Regions from separate parts of the Capra hircus genome. Here region 1 is linked to region 2. Evidence: chromatin contacts called from public Hi-C data. All regions are on one chromosome and are shown on one strand. Each heading gives the region's core, a stretch centred on a gene start, on an enhancer-like site or on the middle of the called end of the contact. The rest is flanking DNA. Distances are from core to core; before and after follow the strand shown. Region 1 has its middle 28 kb from the start of C2H2orf47. Region 2 overlaps SPATS2L (SPATS2-like protein).

What was found. A called contact is a pair of places that touch in the nucleus more often than the background predicts.
Region 1: a contact with region 2 is called in a Hi-C map of blood, with 10 times the contacts expected there. The contact joins two enhancer-like sites. A contact is called at or near these places in 3 of 5 Hi-C or Micro-C datasets (blood and liver).

What each region holds. Positions count from the first base shown.
Region 1 is chr2:47,373,342-47,376,796 of ARS1.2, reverse strand. No RefSeq gene overlaps it. Among named protein-coding and RNA genes, the nearest start is that of C2H2orf47, 28 kb to the left of the region's middle. Within about 2 kb of position 1,531, at least 2 of the 5 cell types and tissues checked have an H3K27ac peak or open chromatin away from gene starts, as enhancers often do.
Region 2 is chr2:46,919,808-46,923,281 of ARS1.2, reverse strand. SPATS2L (SPATS2-like protein) reads left to right here. Exons shown (of 13, transcript XM_018061185.1): 11 at 707-809. Among named protein-coding and RNA genes, the nearest start is that of KCTD18, 38 kb to the right of the region's middle. Within about 2 kb of position 2,176, at least 1 of the 5 cell types and tissues checked has an H3K27ac peak or open chromatin away from gene starts, as enhancers often do.

The sequences.
Region 1 (3,455 bases), core at 282-2,781, 450 kb before region 2:
GTTCCTAGAGACATTAGATACCTGTGGACCCTGGATGGTGTCAGCATGGTACGTGGCTGGTCTGTGACTTGCTACAGTGATGCTGACAGGGATTCACTAAGGTCAGGTCACTCAGCTGACTCAGCTGGGAGTTTATCAATGTCCATCCCTTGGCTTGTTATATACACTGACAGGAAAGTTTTTATTTTTAAAAAAAATAGGATTTTGAAGACAAGGTCAATTTCAGTCTTAACAGTCCTGATACTGTCACTTTAGGTAAAACTCATCACAAGTTCAAATCCCAGTTCAGTTCTAACCAGGTAGGTGTCCTCAGGCAAGCTTCCCTGGGTTTTGAACCTTTCTGCTGTGAAAATACTAACCTTTCTCAAAGGCTTGTGGTGGACTGAGAGTCTAAAAGTCAAACAGAATATTTTTAAAAATGAGGAAAAGAAAAGTAATAAAAAGTGTGTGTCATCCCTTTCCCAATTTAACACAGTTAATGTGGATGTGATTTTGGAGCTAATTGCTGAAACCAAGCAATGTGTTACCCTAAATGATTTTTGATTCCCTCCCTTTTATTTCCCATCTAATTCCTAGAGAATAGATGATGGAGAATAATAAGCTGTGTTGAGTTGGCAATTTTTGTACTTCTGTGTGTACATGAGTGGGCTATTATTAAACTTGTGAGATCAGGGGGTCTGCAAATGTGAAAAATGAGTTTTTCTAGTTAGGTTTTAGCCAGAACCCTTGAGCTCTTTAATTATAGAATCCCAGTGTCTGCAGAAACTGGGATCAATGTCCCTAATCATTTGTCAACCTACCCATTTGACAGACAGAGAAATGGAGGCCAGAGAGCCCCCTGGATTCATTATTCTCATATGTAAATTGAGGGTGACAGTCCTTACTTCAGAAGGTTTTTCTCTATTTTAAGAATGTAGAGTTGTGTCTGGCATGTAATATGAATGTTTGAGAGGCAGCAATGCTTGGTAATAAAGAGAAAATTTGTATATCAGGCTGCTGGGTTCAGTCTCTGGTCTTTTCCTCACTATTTTGTGACCTTGGGTGAAGTAACTAAAGTCCCTTTTCTCATAGAATTGTTGCAAGGATTAAATTAATTAATATACATAAAACACTTAGTGCCTGACACATGGTGAGTACCATTCAGGAATTAATTTTTATTATTGTTATTTTTAAAGAGATTATGTGGTTTATATAAGACTGCCCACTCAGTAGCAGAGCCAAAAAAAGAATTTAAAAAATGTTGGCTCCTAGCTGTGTGTGCTCTACCAAACTAATGTTCCTCTCCAAGGAAACTGGTTTTGTGTAAGCAGAGGGTCCATTTATAACCTCTTTGAGGCCATTTCTGATTCCTATGATTATGATAGAGCTGAATTGTTTATTTCATCCCCCAGGATCAGAGTTTGCAGCACAGCTTAATCGATAAACTGTAAATAGGTTCATTAAAAAGCTAGGCACATGCCCTGAGACCGAGAAACAATCTCAGCCACTTGTCTCCATGAGGGGGCGCCAGAGGGAGACAGAAAGGTGGAAGGAAGAGGAAGAGCTAGCTGCTTCCTGTTTGCCTCCTGTTCCTGCGGGTGTTGCCCAGCAGTGGCCCTTCACCGGAACCCCTCCCCAGAGGCGGTTGATTGCAGTTTGCACTTGTCCCAGTCTTTGCAGATACCCACTTGTCAGAGATCTGACTTTGTCTTCTGCGGTCCTGAGGCAGTAGCACCAGCTAAACTCCCTTCCAAACTCTTAAAACCTAACAATCCCAACCTCCTCTCAGTTCCCCAGCCCTAGGTGCTGGCTGCTTTGTACAACTATTACTCCTGTGATATTTCAGAGTCCCTCTTTTACTTTTTCCATTCTTTAATACCTAGTTTAAATTCTTTATATGAAAGTCTCACTGTTAGGATAATTGGGGTGATTTAGTTCTTCTGACTGAGACTCTGGCTGATACACACATGAATATGCATATTCATATTTATGAATGTGAATATAAAAATAATCCACAAATAGAGTCAAGTCAAACGTCCTTAAACATCTCCTCTCTTTCTCTTTTCACACCCCATCCTGGATGTGGTGACATAAATTAGATCTACTTCAGGTTTACTCAATCACTTAGTTACTTCATTCCCTAGAGGAAAATAGAATTATTAACAGGTGTCTGTCGCCCTAGAACTTTAAAAAATGCATTTACATACATACATATATATATATATATATATATACACACACACACTCATCTATTGTACAGTATGATCACTTAAAGCATAATGAAATAATATAGCATAAATATAACCATATATTAACATTTAAAAGTCCTTTCTTTTCTAAGAAAATCAATCTCTTCCATTTTAAAATCTTAATTAGGATTAGATCTCAATTCTCTAATTTTAATCTGTTCGTGCTTCTTTTCATCACTCAAAATTACATACTTATCTTTTAGTTCTTTCATTTTTTTCTTTGCTCTTGACATAACTTATGCTAAGTATACAGTAATGGGACAGTAGATGAATGTGAAAGACATGGTGGAAGAGTTCAGAACAGGAAGAAATCACTTTAAATGAAGACGCCAGCAAAGGCTTTCCAGAGAAGATGGAATTTGGGCTGAATCTTGGCGGAGCACTTGGACTTGAAATAACAAAAGCAAAAAGCCAGAAAGGACATTGAGAGGTCTGAGCTATGTGACCCAGATTCTCTATTACAGTTAAACAAGTTGCTTTCTACATCGAAGAGCAAGATTATACAAAATTCACTTATGAGGTAGGTCCATGAGGGGAAGTTTAAAACTAAGGGTGGACTCAAGGAGAAAAATGTTTGTTTCTCTAGTTTATATTGTCATTTACAAGATGCTGTAAAATGCATACTCTTCTTTCTTTATCCTTTCCACAGCTCTGACAATTTCTCTTTCCCATTCAATATTCCTCAAGACTCCTCTTCCCTCCTCAAAAACCCCGAACCCTCCCCCAACGAACAAACAAGAAAAATATTTTTAATTTCTTTTTTTTATTGACCTGAATTTGCAGACCCTGGTCTTACAAAGTTAAGCAGCCTTGTTGCATTATCATTGGTAATCCCTTTAGATTTTCCCTTAACATCTCAATGAAATTCTCTCATAAATCCCCTTCTTTGCTGACCAAGTGCTGTGCAGTTGCTGATTTTGCAAGATACGTGCTAATGTAAAGAATGCCTCCTTTGAGTCTCTTTATCATTTGGTTGCTCCCTGCTCCACCTTCTCCATATTTATGTCCTTATCAGAGCTGCACACAGTATTTCAATGAGCCTCAGTGTTCTCCCTACCATGCCAAAATATTGACTGTAATCCGATAGTTGATTTCAAAATTGGTTTGGGAGCTTCTTTTTCTCCTTGTGGTCAAAATAGCTTGCCTTGTAAATGCCAGAATATATTTTTTGCAGATTAGGATTTTTTTTTTTTTTAAACAAGGAACGACGTTGAATGCTTTCCGGAA
Region 2 (3,474 bases), core at 927-3,426:
CTACCATTCAAGATAATGGTTTCTAGTTACTAAAGGCTTTTTGGACTTACGAAGTGTGCTAAGTTGTTTCAGTCGTGTCTGACTCTTTGCGACCCTGTGGACTGTACCCCACCAGGTTCCTCTGTCCGTGGGATTCTCCAGGCAAGAATACTGGAGTGAGTTGCCACACCCTCCTCCAGGGGATCTTCCCAACCCAGGGATCGAACCCATGTCTTTATAACTCCTGCATTGGCAGGCAGGTTCTTTACCACTTCCTGGTCCCCTATTAAAAATGGAGACGATGTCTAGGAAGGCTGACACACTTTCTCTTGAGGAATGATAGCTGAGCAGGCCATTGGGCAGATTAGTAAGACGGCCAGAAGGCAACCCCATAACTTACAACAGGACAGGAACTGCCAGAAAGAGGGCATAGGGTGCTGAAAGGTTAAGTAGATGAGTCCAGACACTCATCTTGCCTGAACCACAGTTTTGTCTAAGCCCAGGTAGGGTAAAGACAGGACCTGCACAAGTTCCCAAGAACAAGAAGGTGATTGTGCTCCAGGACAAAGCCAAGCCCTCTTGAAAGGCACCTCCCAGCACAGGGTCGCCCTGCTCCCCGCCTGGTGGTGCTCTCACACCGACAGCAGGGGCGGGAGAACTGAGAGAATGGATCAGCAGCATGTCCCAGTCATTTCTGTCATCATGGGGTTCTGTCTCTTCCCCGCAGCACTTTGTCAGCGAGCGTAAATATGATGAAGAGCTCGGGAAAGCTGCCCGGTTCTCCTGTGACATTGAACAGCTCAAGGCCCAAATCATGCTCTGCGGAGAAAGTGAGTTCTGCATACTTGCTAAATAATTCTGTGTGAGTAAGACTGGCGCTGTTGGAGTCAATATGGGAAATGTCAGGTGTGTGGTCCCCCAGGGGGCTAAAGTGAGGTCTAAAGAAGTTTAATGATCTAAGGTCATGACACGAGTCACTAAAAATGTCAAGATCGGAACTTCGAGTCTTCAAATGCCACTGCCCATCAGTAAATCTCCAGGATTTATTAAGCAGAACAAAACAGGTCAACTAGTTTATACCTTTTGCAAACTTTTCTTAAGCATTGCCGGATCAAGTGTCTCTGATTTCAAAAGTCTGGTTCTACAGAGACCTGTTATGGGAAGAGCAAGTCTCCCTAATAAGTCTGGGAACAATGGGCTATTGTCATGAAAGGCCCAGCTGTGTGTGTGTGTGTGTGTGTGTGTGTGTGTGTGTGTGTGTGTGTGTGACACACGCACTGCTTAGCAGTTCCCTAGCCTCTCCCTTAATTAGAGCAGTTAACATGCAACAAAATTGGCTGATTCTTTCCCCCCTGCTCCAGCCCACCCACTGAGGGATGTGGGAACCTGCATTAAGTGGCTCCAAGGACAGTCACAAGGAGGTAGGAAGGGCAGATGAAGGACATGGAATATCCACAGCCTCATAGTGAGCTAAGAAATGGAGGTCTGACTGCACTTTTTTTTTTTTCAAAGTGGAAATTGCATTTTTTCTCTGAGTATAAAAAATACAATCTTGATCTAAAAATTACACAGCTATATTAAATAGAACATGACATTACTTTTGAGGCTCATTCATACTTTTATGCACATATAATCTATTGTGTAAATTATGCAGTGTATTTAATTATATTGCATCTTATTTACTATACTACATGACATACATATATAGTAAGAGAATTTGCTCTTATCATTTCACAATATATGGTTGACATTTTTCCATGTCAATATATTTTAACCCATAATTTACTTAAATATAATTGACATAAACAGTCCCAGGATTGTGGCCATTTAGGTTGCTTCCATCTTCTCACCGTTAAAATAACATTGCTGTGAGCATCCTTGTTCACCTGTCTTTGACAAATATCTGAATTTCTGACTGTCTTTCTTTTAAATTATTTTCTTTTTTTTCTATATACTTCCTCTTTTATGAAAGAATCTACTCCATTTGCCATTCTCCATCCGAAGATTTTGTAGAAAAAAGCCAGACTATATGATTCACAGTTGGAAATTTACGCAGACTAGTTTCCACTTCAGCTTGATAACCGGTGAGCCCCTGATGCCAAGTGACCCCACCATCTGAGGAGGGGAGGGCAGTGCAGCGTCCTCTGCTCTCCTCCAGAGCACACCAGTGCCACCTAGTGGGAGGAACCATCCCTCACCAAATCCCAAGTGTCCACACTGGAACCCAGCCTCCCGTGTTGGGAGACAGTGGTCCTCAAAAGGCCCTTTACTTCTGGGCTTTGTTGAGAGCACATTGGAAGCCCACAGCTACTGAACCCTAGAAAATGACCCTAATAATGACCCCTAGAAAACTGAACAGTGTTAGCAAAGAGCCACTAAAATCCCCTGGTCCTGTTTGGACAACCCCCAACATGCCATCACACCTGACCTGTCAGATGAAGGGCCTGGAGATACATCCGTGTCCTTTCCATTTCTAATGTGCTGTGATCCCTACCCACGCTCCAGATCCTCAGGAAGAATGCTGGGATTAAGTCTAAGCCAACACAGGTAGTAGAGAAAATTGCTTTTCAAAACTGGTGACCATTTTAAAGATGTAAAGGTCTTGCTGTCCAGACTGGCAGTCAAATTCTGGTGAACTATGACAGGAAGGTCATGAATATATCCCTGAGTTGATTCCCTCCAGCCCCAGTTCAGCATTATCACGTAGAAACCATCCCATCAAAACCAGCCCTTTCAGAAACCAGCGGGAGGGGTGATAGCAAACACTGAACAGACCTGCCTGATCCCTGCTGGGAATCTGCCTGGTGAGCCTGGGTTGACGTTAGCATTGGAGTTGCAGATTTGCAGTGGGGTTCTAGAGCTGATAACAAATGATAATATAGCTCTAATGGAAGAGAGAAGATGCATCTTTTGGGCTGGCAGGCCTGGCCTTAAAGTTGGGGTGACAAGATCCCTGACACCCAGCATCACTCCATTCCCGTGCTCCCAGCACCGTGGCTCTGACCGGCCAAGTGTGGATGTGCCCCTAGGTTGCTTTTCATCTCTGCAGCGCCCACTGGTCTAGGGATCTGACAAGAACAGCAAGAATGAGTTTGGTAATGGGGAACCCGAGGGGCAGAGTACGTTTGTGGACAGGGCTGAGAGGGTACTTTGGGGCTTCATTATCCCTCTTTCCCAGGTGGTTCTCAACCTAAAGAACAATATTAAAGTTGCTCAGATTTGTCTCTTTTCCTACAAATGTCTCCCAGCTTGAATGATTATGCTATCCACTGATTCCCACAGAAGACATTTTGTGGTTCCAAGCCCTTAAGTGCTTCTTCAAAGACATCTTAAAAAAAAAAAATAGTCTTCCCTTACGGTTTTTATGAAGTTCCTGCCAACTTTTCATCTCCTAACAGGTTACTGAGTGAGTAAGTGAGCAAGTGAGTGTTGGTTGCTCAGTTGTGTCCAGCTCTTTGTGACCCCACAAACTGTAGCCCACCAGGCTCCTCTGTC